2 separate regions of the Mus musculus genome follow, and region 1 is linked to region 2. A link is a contact called in public Hi-C data. All regions are on one chromosome and are shown on one strand. The core of a region is the stretch at or near the end of the contact, and the rest is flanking DNA. Distances in the headings are between cores, read along the strand shown.

Evidence for each region. A called contact is a pair of places that touch in the nucleus more often than the background predicts.
Region 1: a contact with region 2 is called in a Hi-C map of pro-B cells, with 4 times the contacts expected there. The contact joins the promoter of Rbbp9 here to the enhancer-like site in region 2. A contact is called at or near these places in 2 of 39 promoter capture datasets (embryonic stem cells and pre-B cells), 1 of 484 Hi-C or Micro-C datasets (pro-B cells) and 2 of 115 datasets of contacts at active chromatin or transcription factors (large pre-B cells and pro-B cells).

The regions. Positions count from the first base shown.
Region 1 is chr2:144,548,020-144,553,885 of GRCm38.p6, forward strand. Rbbp9 (retinoblastoma binding protein 9, serine hydrolase) reads right to left here and starts at 2,840. Exons shown (of 5, transcript NM_015754.2): 1 at 2,661-2,840; 2 at 1,085-1,127; 3 at 1-80. The coding sequence starts at 2,759.
Region 2 is chr2:143,835,000-143,841,047 of GRCm38.p6, forward strand. All of the region lies in intron 5 of Bfsp1 (beaded filament structural protein 1, in lens-CP94), which reads right to left. Among named protein-coding and RNA genes, the nearest start is that of Bfsp1, 25 kb to the right of the region's middle. Within about 2 kb of position 3,857, at least 92 of the 459 cell types and tissues checked have an H3K27ac peak or open chromatin away from gene starts, as enhancers often do. A contact at or near this core is called in pre-B cells and pro-B cells, where this site is marked.

The DNA of each region.
Region 1 (5,866 bases), core at 1,590-4,089, 710 kb after region 2:
GTGGCCTATGATGATGGTCTTCTCGTCACAGTGCAGCTCTGTCTCCATGAAGGGCAGCCAGATGCTCTCTCGCGCTGTAACTGTGGTCGGGGTAAAAATAGAGTCTGGTACCTGGGGCAGCCTGTAAGTCTGATGCTGTCCTAGCCTCTCTAAGTTAACAGCTCACAGCTTTTAAATGGAGGCTAAGTAAAAGTGGCTATGTTAGCAGATTCTGTCCTGTGGTTTAGTAGAGTTCTGCTCTCCGCCCCTCCCTTGTACACCTACCATGTTCTTAAAAAACAAAAATACATTACAACTGAAGTGAAGTCTCCCTCCTACCCATTTTTCTTTTGTGAGATAGAGCCTCCTCATTGTGCAGCATAAGCTAGGCAGAAATTTACCGTGTAGCCCAAACCAGAATCCTCTTGCCTTGAGCCCGCGAGTGTCAGGATTAAAGGCATATACCATCATCACTGGCCTCAATGCTGATATTTTAATGTGAAAATTTAAACTTGGCAAACAAATACCCCAGCTGGAGGTACAGCTCAGGGGCTGAGAACTCGCATAGGATGTGTGAGATCCTGGGTTCAGTCCCAGCACCGAGAAAACAAAATGCACAAAAACCACTTGACAACATTCCAAAACCCATATATGAATTCTATGACTTCTTTCCTGAACCAAGTCATGGACGGACTCCTCTCCCCAAAAAGGGCGATCTTATAATTTTAAATACACAGGAACTCTACGAGATACTGTGAGGCTTTATTTTACCTGTTTCACACAGAACACCTAAATCTTGCCTGAAGATGTCTATGGACATTTAAACATGGAAAATACAGTTGCTAGCTTACAAAGTTAAAAGTTAAATTTTACCATTTCCTGGATGCTTTTCTTGTTACTGAAATCGTCTGTGTGTGTGTGTGTGTGTGTGTGTGTGTGTGTGTAGGCTTAGACCCGCCACCTCGAGCTCCCTGCTTTATTTGTTCTTAGCGTTTATTTATTTTGTCCTTTTTCTATGATATTTCTGCTTCCAAGCCCCACCCTGCAAATGGTGAGCTCAAAACCTAACAGATGAGGCTTTTCAAAAAACAAATTTCAGACTTACTTGGGTCAGGCATGTTTTTAGCCAAACACTGGAAACCAGGAATCTGTGACGTAAGGGAGAAGAAAAAGCTATAATAAAGAGCTTAAAAATGTGACATCTGATATGACCTCGCTTAGCTCAGTAAATATTTGCTAATATTATGATGTGAAATAGATTAAGTAGTGTTACAGGGCTTCAGATGAATATACAGTCACATATGATAGTTTTCTATCCAGTTTTGTAGAAGTCCTCAGAGACTGGTTCCTGCACTTGCAATCTGTGCTTATCTCCAAGTCATGTACCTATAGAGAAGACCTAAGTGAACGTGCTAGGGACAGAATGACCTGAGCTGAACACTGTTCCACAGAAAGATGGTCAAAAAGAACAGAGACACCACTGAGGAAGTTGGGCATCCCATCCCACTGGCCATTTTCAGCTTGACCCAAGAGTTGGTAGCTTTGTCCATAACTTTCAGTCACAACCCTGAAGTTTTATTCCAAACAGAATCTTTTCTCCTGAAATTCTATTCTAGAGGCCAAAGCAGGAAACCAATTTCTGGGATATAGAAGAGGGTTTTGTTTTATTAAAAGTTAAGCACAGGCTGGGCAGTGGTGGCGCATGCCTTTAATCCCAGCACTTGGGAGGCAGAGGCAGGCGGATTTCTGAGTTCGAGGCCAGCCTGGTCTACAGAGTGAGTTCCAGGACAGTCAGGGCTACACAGAGAAACCCTGTCTCGAAGAACAAAAACAACAACAACAACAAATAAGTTTTAGGCACAGGACCACCTAAGGTGCAATTATATATTTTATACACACACACACACACACACACACACACACACACACACACACACATTCATTCTATAAAGTTCACAAAGAAACCACATTAAACAATCCGTTGTTTAATGATTATAATCATGGTTGTAAAAAATACTTTTAAGTTTTAAAAGGTGTAGCAAAAAGGCCAGACAAGCAGCCCAGCTGGCCAAGGCATTTGAAGTACAAGCCCAGTGACCTGAGTTCGATTCCCAGAACCTGTGTAAAGGTAAGAAAGAACTAATTCCAAAAATGTCTTCTGACCTCCAGATGTGCCCCTGCACACAATAATTTAAAAAGAAGCAAAATAAACTTCAGAATGTCATAAGGGTGGGGGGACAGGGAGCAGACGGATTATTCAGAAGATACGGGCAATGTTCTTATTTGTCCTGAGAGTGTAGCTCAATTGTACAGGACACACAAAGACACCTTGGGTTGGACAGCACAGGAAAAAAAAAATCTCAGTTTGGTAGTTTATTGTATACTATACAATCCGTTGTTTATATTAAATATCACATAGTGAACTAAAAACAAAGAAATGAATATAAACATAAAATTATCTGGAAAGTCTGGAATCTAAACTGGCAGCCGATGGGGGTGCGGAGGGGGCATTCTCTCTAGTTGTAAAACAGGTTTTCCTTTTAGTGCCAAAACCTGCGCCTTCTGCTTTTTGAGCTGTTCGCTAGGTAGTATACGGACCACATCTGCGAGCCTCGCCTTTCGTTCCCTCTCTCTTCACTCCGAGCCAAGCTGGTTGAAGAGCAGGGGCTAGCATTCCTTACCTGCTCCAGCCCCTTTTTCACCCAGCCGTACCAGCCGTGGGTGGCCACATCCCCGCCTCCGTTCCCGGGAACAATCACTGCCTTGTTGGGGGACGCCATGAATGTAGACGTGGGAGACCCTTGCCCAGCTTGGACCAGCAGCTCTCAGACCAAGACTACATCCGGCCCAGAGCCTGCACTGCGGACTTCTGGGAATTGTAGTTCTTGGATACCTGCAGGCCTACGCATTTTCTGGCTAAAGCACAGGCAGCTAAACTCAAACCCTGTGAATTACCATCAAATATTAATTATCTTTGATTTACCCTTTTCCAGCGTTCTCATACTCCACATCCCTTATGTCCTGGCAACAGTGTGCTCATAATGTGTTATCTTTTTATTAGTTGTACCAATACTTCTTTAAGGAAGGTTTATTTTTTTCAAATGAACTTTCCTTAATTTGTTTAAGACAGTTTCATTACGTAGCCCCTTACTGGCCTGGAGCTGTCTATGTAAACCAGACTGGCCTAGAACTCACAAAGATCTGCCTGCTTTTGTCTCCTGAGTGCTGGCATTAAAGGAGTGTCACCACATTCAGTCAGTGTTGGGTGTCTTCTTTCCTTCATTTCCACATTACATTTGGGTTTTGCGACAAGATCTGTGAATTTGGAGCTCATTGGTTTAGCAAGAGTAGCTAGCCAGTGAGCTTCAGGGACCTCTCTGCTTCCCACTCCATGAATGCTGGACATGAGCTGTGTCTCCAGTGTCCTATGCTATCCACTACCACTGAAGCTCCACTTTCACGGGCTCATGCAACAACCTTTCAGGGCTTCTTGGCAAACAATACAACCGGGTCATATTTTGTTAGTGGTAGCAGCTTTCTAGAATCTGAGAGCAAGCCTCCATGTGCTCTCATTTTACCTATTTATTTATTTTTAAGTAAGGTCTCATTAGGTATGCTGGGCTGGTTTTGAACTCACAGACATCAACTTACCTTATATGCCAATGTGCCTAGCAAATCCCTCTTACTCATATTTGGCATGCTTGCAAGGACAACATCACATGAACAATTAACACCAAGTTCTGGTGCCACACGAATGCAGGCAGACCCTGGTGAGCCATGGTGCCATGTTCCAGCAGTAAACCCTTGAGAGGGGTGGAGGCATTCTCTCCTTTTAAACACATTTGTCCTTTTAGGAGTCGAAACCCTAATGGGTGGAGTCTGATCCTCCGGGCACATTTCTTACTGCCCCAGTGTGGAAGTTTTCCATTAATGGTGTCAATCTCTTTTTAATTAAAGCTGCTTTCTCCCTCTCTCCCTAATCTGCATCTTTTAACATTTTCGTGTTCTCATTCATCCTATACTGCATTTTTACTTCCTCCTGCTAAAAATCTATCATAAGCCACAATAAATGTGATAACAATAGCCATGCCTCAGCCTAGATGTAATGTCATACTCATTTGAAACTTCTTCATCCACACCTGGCCAAGGAACATGGGTTCCCAGTTCCATCGTTGAAGGCATGCAGAAGCCATGACATCCATGGCTCACCAGGGCCTGCCTGCATCTGAGTGGCAGCAGAACTTGGTATTAACTGTTCATGTGACATTGTGGACCGATAGATGGCCCCTATTGAATTTGGTTCAGTTGAGTTTTCGGGACACAGTGAGAACACAGCCATGAATGGTCTTTGCCAGACTCTCACACCAATGACCTCATTTCTCAGCAGTTTTTGCTCCCATCTGAAACGTCATAAGCAGACCTTTTGTTGTTCATGTTTCTATTGGCATTCCAACTTTCCAAAAGTCTCATTGGACGGTCCATTCATCTCTGCCTATAGCTCTCTAATCTCCAGCCTACAGCTTCATATTCTTTTAACATTGTCCCGTAAACAGTTCAGAAAGGCCCAGGAACTACACTGATCATGTTCCTCACGGAACCAACTCACTTCTCAGTACAATATTGTTCTGTGTAGACTTTTATTGTTGCTGTGAGAAAACGTCTGACAGAAAGCAACTTGGGGGATGAAGGGCGTACTTTAGCTCCCAGTTTAGAGAAACATAGTCTATCATAGTGGAAAGGCATGAGGGCTCACAGTTCAGAGTCTATATGCCGTGAAAGACATGGAGGCAGGATGGCTTAGTCTATAGTGTCAGCCACAGAGAAAGGGAAAACCAATACTCATCTGGCCACCTCCTTTCCTCACTTTATTCAGCCTGGACCCCCAACATAGGAGATGGTAGGTCTTCCTTCTTCAGTTAGGCCTGTTTAGAAATGCTATCTTAGGGCTGGCGAGATGGCTCAGTGGGTAAGAGCACTGACTGTTCTTCCAGAGGTCCTGAGTGTAAATCCCAGCAACCACATGGTGCTCACAACCACCCGTAATGAGATCTGATGCCCTCTTGTGGTGTGTCTGAAGTCAGCTTCGGTGTACTTACATATAATAATAAATAAATCTTAAAAAAAAAAAAAGAAATGCTATCTTAGATACATCCATAGTGGTGTTTCCTAGTTGGTTCTAAAATCCAGCTAAGTTGAGAATATTAACCATTACAATATGCTGGGAGTCTGTAAAACATTTTGAAATAGACAAGAGAAATTATATCTCATGGATTGACGGGCTTTTTATGAGATGTGCTGATGTCATCTGAGGGATGTGTACTTTCATACCTGGACTTTACAGCTTGGTAGAGACAGAGATTAACTTTAGAAAGTTGATGGGTACACACACACACAAAACTGATGCCCATAACAAGTCATATAATGCTGTGTGGTAGAGAATATAAGTTTTTATAAATGAGATTTTTCTTTCTTTCTTTTTTAAGATTTATTTATTTATTTATTATATGTAAGTATACTGTAGCTGTCTTCAGACACTCCAGAAGAGGGAGTCAGATCTCCTTACAGATGGTTGTGAGCCACCATGTGGTTGCTGGGATTTGAACTCAGGACCTTCAGAAGATCAATCGGGTGCTCTTACACACTGAGCCATCTCACCAGCCCAAGATTTTCTTAAAACCAATTTGAACATCTTTATTGGTTTCCTCATTAACAGGTGAGTTAAGTAAATTGTTTGGAATATCTTATTTGTATAATATTTCTTTTAAAAACTTTATTGTATCTATTATTATTTTTATTTGTGTGGAAGGTGCATGTGCTATGGCATGGGTGTTAGGATCAAAGGACAACTTTGTGGAAGTGTTTCTCTTCTTTAATAGCCATGTGGGTT
Region 2 (6,048 bases), core at 2,607-5,106:
GGAGCCACAGGTCCAGGGGACAGAGACACAAGGCTTGAGAGCACTCTCATTCACCTTCCGTATGTTCTTGAAATGTTCCTCAATAAAGGGTAGGAGAAAGAGTGAGGCATGCCGAGAACCTGCGTCCTCTTTGTGTATGGAGTCCTGGTCTGTAGGGAAGTCCTCATCTTAGTAATGGATCAACTCACCAAACCCACTACTGCCTCGTCAGGGAGAAGCTGCTATTGTTCCCATTGCTACAGATGAGGAGATCGAGGCCTACAGAAGAAATGACTTTCCCATCAACACCACAGCAAGATGCAAACCCACCTGGGCACAGTGCAAGACGTTTCCTGAAACTGTGGCCTCCCCATCCTATCCTCCCCCCAGAGTAGAAGTGAGCAGTGGGCATCAGGTACAGAAAGAGACAGAGACAGAGACAAAGAGAGACAGAGACAGAGGCAGACAGAGACAGAGAATCGTGGGGAATAGAATCCACTCCAGGGCCCTGGTAAACTACACTGCCATCTATCCCCAGCCAGACACACCAGCTCTGCTCACAGAATGCACAGGGGACTCAATGTGACCACAGGCAGAGATTTCCTGGAGTGTTTCAGGCTTCTAAACTGTAAGTCGGACAGCAAAGGGAATCACAGAACAAAGTTAGAGACGAGGATTTTGTAATCTATGACTTGCTGACTGTTGTTTCTTGGAAGATGCCCGTGTTTTAAAGGCTAAGCCCTCAGGCACGTCATCCATGCCATGTGTCTCAGGCACTGCCCAACCTTTAACAGGCAGCCAATACTCCATGGCTCCTTAGACCCCATCTATCTTCCTCACTGTCCAAGGAGATGGATCTGTTTATGAAACTAAACTTCTGTCTACACCAATGTGGCTTTTATAGCTCAAAAACATAAACTACGCATCAGAAAAAAATATTCAAGAAAAAACAACCAGCTTCACTTTCGCAAGCTTGGGTGTGGCTAAGGGAAGCCCCAAACGTGCAACATCTCTGCACTGCGATGGGGACTACCAGTCATCACCAGCCCTATCCGGCCCGCACCGGTTAGCAGAGAATGAAACACAGAATCAGGCAGGTGATTCAACCATTGACACTGAATGACCAGCCACATCTCAAAGGCCTGTTCCTGCCACTGCATAAGGAAAGGGAGTTCAAGAAAGAAATTATTCATAAAAGACAGGTACCCTAGGAGCCAGAAGAAAGGAAGAGCAGCCAGGGTTATCTGGAGGGGAGTGTCTAAAGCAGGAGAGAGAGGCGGGAGGAGGGCAGGAGCCACGCGCAAGCGTGCACTTCACACTGTGAGCGAGATGAATGTTCTCTGCTTAGAGCATAGATGGTCTGTCTCTTTCTATCTCTTCAGACAGCAGCGCAGGGCAGCAGGAGTCTTTGCAGGAGCCGATAACTGCCCTTCTGTGCAGTGAAGTCCGGCCTCAGTCCGCTTAAGACCAGAACGCTGTTGGGCGTAAGACCTTTATGTAACAGGAGGAAGAGGCTCTCGGGATCATCCCTAAATCTCAGTGCCATGGCTAAATGCACCGAGTAGGTCACAACTGTCAGTAACTGTGGGACCCAATATGGTGCCTGCCTCCCGGGCTTCTCAGCCTTCCTAATGCTGTGCCCTTCAATACAGTTCCTCCTACTGTGGTGACCCCCTAGCCATAACATTATTTCTGTTGCTGCTTGACAACTGTCATTTTGCTACTGTTATAAATCATAATATAAACATTTTTGGAGATAAAATAGCTGCCAAAGGGGGTTGTAAACCACAGGTTGAGAAGCGCTACCTAGAAAATGGTGAAGAAAATTGAAATCAGGCAGCATACTAAGTATCCTTGTCCCTCCTGTGGCAAGACTAAGGCAAAGATGTGGGCCATAGGCATGTGGCCCTGTGTAAGAACAGTGGCTGTCAGGGCCTGGACCCACCACAATTCTGTCACAGTCAAGTGAGCCATCAGAGGACGGAAGGATCTAAAGACCAATGGGAGCATCACTATTTGAAACCTCTGACAATAAATGGGTTAATTTAGGTAAAGACGATGATGATGATGACGATGACGATGATGATGATATATCCAGCATGTTGGCTTTGTGGGTAAAGTTTCTTGTTACCAAGCCTAACAACCTGAGTCTGAGCCCCAGGGCCCAAACAATAAAAGGAAAAGAATAGACTTGTGAGAGTTGTCTTCTGAACTCCACACATGCATGCACATATATGCACGAGTGAACACACACGAGAGAGAGAGAGAGAGAGAGAGAGAGAGAGAGAGAGAGAGAGAGAGAGAGAGAGGGGGGGGGGGTGTAAATGTCCTGTGTTTTGTTTTGCTTCAGGGATGGTGCCCTGATCAAGCGCTGATGCTGAATCTCACCACTAGATGGCGGTAAAGAACCTTGATGAAAAAGAGGTCAGGGCTCATCCTGTTTGCCAATCAATAAAACCGTTTTCAGGTCCTGTCAAGACACTGAATTGTCTGTCATTCCTTGTCCGCCTGGAAGAAATTAATCCCCAGGGGACTTGGGCACCTGTGTTTGGCTGACTTGAAGGAGAGGCCCCCAGCTCCAATCTCGGGCTCTGTTCTTAGAGGCATGGATCTAATGCCTGTGGAGCCGCCTGGAGGACTTGTTACGACAGGAGTTGCCAGGCCACAGCTGGTCTGGATGTACCCGTGAATCTGCACTTCTGACAAGTTCCCAGATGCTGCTGATGCTGCTGGGCCAGGGAACTTACCCTGAAGGTCCTAACCGGGAGACATTCTGGAAGCATCGAAAACCTTAACCAGCACCACAAAGTAAGTTATTTAAATTAATTAAATTAATCCTAATCACATAAGCCAAGGAGGAGGAGAAGGAGGAGGGGGAGGGGGAGGGGGAGGGGGAGGAGGAGGAGGAGGAAGAGGAGGAGGAGGAGGAGGAAGAAGAAGAAGAAGAAGAAGAAGAAGAAGAAGAAGAAGAAGAAGAAGAAGAAGAAGAAGAAGCAGAAGCAGAAGCAGCAGCAGCAGCTAAGAGGAGAAGTTGGAGGCAGAGGGTTAGACCCAGGACTTTACACACAGCGCTGGCGTGGAATAGCCTTGGGCCAAGGAATGCACAACCTCTTTGACTAAACAGGGTCCTCCCCACTATAGCCTGTCGGAATTGACTTGTACCAACCACACACCCGACACTGTGAGCAAGTTCTCCCATAAGATCCTCCAGCAGGGGCCCAGGTGGACTACACACACACACACACACACACTTTATGCCACCCTGGGAGACCCAGAACAGAGAGACCAACCTGCTTGCCCCACTCCCTGACTTACAGAACAGTGTGAAAATGAGAAAATACGCAGGAGCCACGTCACATACATGGGCTGTGACAACCCGTGAAGGTGGCACACCTGAGGTTCATTAGACCAATTTTTGTTATTTTGTTAGACCAATTTTGTTATGTTCAGTATTTTGTTACTGAACAGTCACCTCTCTGGATCCTAAGAGTCCCAATCAACCAATTATGCCTCTGCTGAAAAATATATATATATGTGTGTGTGTGTGTGTGTGTGTGTGTGTGTGTGTGTGTGTATAACCATGTTTGTCATCATTTCCTAAATAATAAAAAATAAAACTACTTATACCCACTCACACTATCCTGGATGTTATAAGTTGTTGGGGTTGAGTTCAAGGCTATGGGAGAACTTCATAGTTCACATACAAGCACTAAGCACTTTGGAGTCTTGAGCAAGTGTGATTTTCAGTACCTGTGGGGTTGTGAAGACTAATCCCCCTTGGATACTGACAAGCGACTGTACATGCCCTGCAGAGCATCATGGACGTGCACTGGTCCACTTGACCACAGTGTGGAAGCACTGTGCTTTCTGTAGAGGCCATGCTTCCTGTTTGCATTTTGCCTTCGTGCATAGCAGTGGTGTGGCAGCAAGCCATGACTGTATCAGCCAGGACACACCCTACACTCGACAGGGTGCTGTGCTGTAAGGTTGGGGTGTGTAATAGATAAGTGGGCCATATAAAAGCCATGTGCACCTCAGGTTACTTCAGCTTGCTGCAGATTCATCCAGACATGACCCCTCGAGTCAAGGACACTGGATAACATATGGATAACTATCTTTATAGAATTGGCTTGCTTTGAATAATTTTTTTTGCCTTCAACAACATTTTATGAGAAAGGATCCACAAACTTCACCAGACTAATAAAATCTAGGGACAGGGAAGGGAACCTAGAGGAGAAAGTGAGACCCTACCTTAGACACAGAGATAAACTGCTAAGTCTCAGTAGTGTCAGAGGCTGAGAACAGGACCTGACCCAACAGTTATACCTCATGTACTCAGAAACCAGGCCAAGCCTGTTGTTTCCCACCCAATGAACTATAACTAAGAGTTTGAAAAACATGGGTTTCCAGGACCATAACAGGCCTGCACCTGCTTCCTCAGTCCCATGCACACATGCACAATACACACATCCCACATGCAGGCACATGTACCCTACATCAATAGATCACACACTTCCTATACATATCATGGTTTTATAGCCATCAAAAATATGTGTGCACACAAAGAAAGACAAACAGTCTCCCCCCTCCCCCCCCCCCGCAGAACTAAAATTTTCCATGTGAGGCTAGGGCCTTGATCTTTTTAGTATCTAGGGCTGTGTTTTTCAACTTTGTCACCCAGACCACAGGAAGTGACATAGTTCACACCATAGGCCACATCATATGTGTGCATTTGAGCAAATACATGTGTAGTCAAAAATATACAGATACATTTAAGACAAAAGTTTTCCAGGATAAACTTTGTATACTTCTCACTGCCATGCATTCTGTTACTTCTTATTCCCAGCGCCATTGTGTTGCTTTCTTCTAATTTTTTATAAAGACTTATGTATTTACTGTACGTATATGAACACACTGTCACTATCTTCAGACACACCAGAAGAGGGCATCAGATCCCACTACCGATGGTTGTGAGCCACCATGTGGTTGCTGGGAATTGAACTCAGGACCTCTGGAAAAGCAGCCAGTGCTCTTAACCCCTGAGCCATCTCTCCAGCCTGCTTTCTTCCTTTTTTGTACCAGTCAATTCTACTGAATTCATTTTACACCTGGTGAATTTCAAGGAACAATTTGAAAACCACAGTCTCCAGAACCGGGACTGGGCCTACACCCACTTCCTCAGTCACATGTAAAACACTTACACCATACACACATCCCACGTGCATGCACATATGCCCTACACAGATAGATGAATAAGTCATACTTCATATGAACATCACACGCCACACATATACCTGACATTACACACCCCACATATACACATGTATATACACATACATGCACACATGCAGAGCCCACGCACCCTTCACATTACACATGCATGCAATATACATATCATACACACTTTACAATATACTCTACATACATACACAGCAAATACACTCAAATCACCTCATATACTCACACACTACCCACAGACCTTATATACACATATACGACATACACCACACACACTATATACATATCACACACACACACCACATTCTCTACATAAACATTTCTCCATCTCTCCCTTCTCCACTCCCCTCCCTCCCTCAAAAGAAACCACGGTCACTGAGAAGTATCTAGTCCCTGAGGCATGGTTATGTCCTGGGAAGAAGGCATTTTTAAGGCCTGACTCAATTTCTCTCCTGTGATCTTTCACTCAGGGGGCAACCACTGTTCCTTGTTGCCCCCTTGTTGTAGCATTGTCTTCTGGGACTGCTGCACAGTGAGAGCTTTATGAGGGGCCCAGTGGGGATGGAAAACAGGATGTCAGAAATGGTGATTAAATGAGAATCCAGTTAAGTTTTTCCTGATGCCCTGGACTCTGAACAGTAGGCCCTGAGTGTCATGACAACCCAGATGCCCCGGGTTTTACAGTCAGAATTTTAGATCTTTTTCTCGTTTGTTCCTTGAGGGTACCTGTCTACTAAATGCCAATTGATTGGTTTGGGATGTGTGGTTACCCAGCTGTAGGAAGGGCAGCATTTAAGCCCGACATTCAACGTCTCTGTGCCCATCTGCATG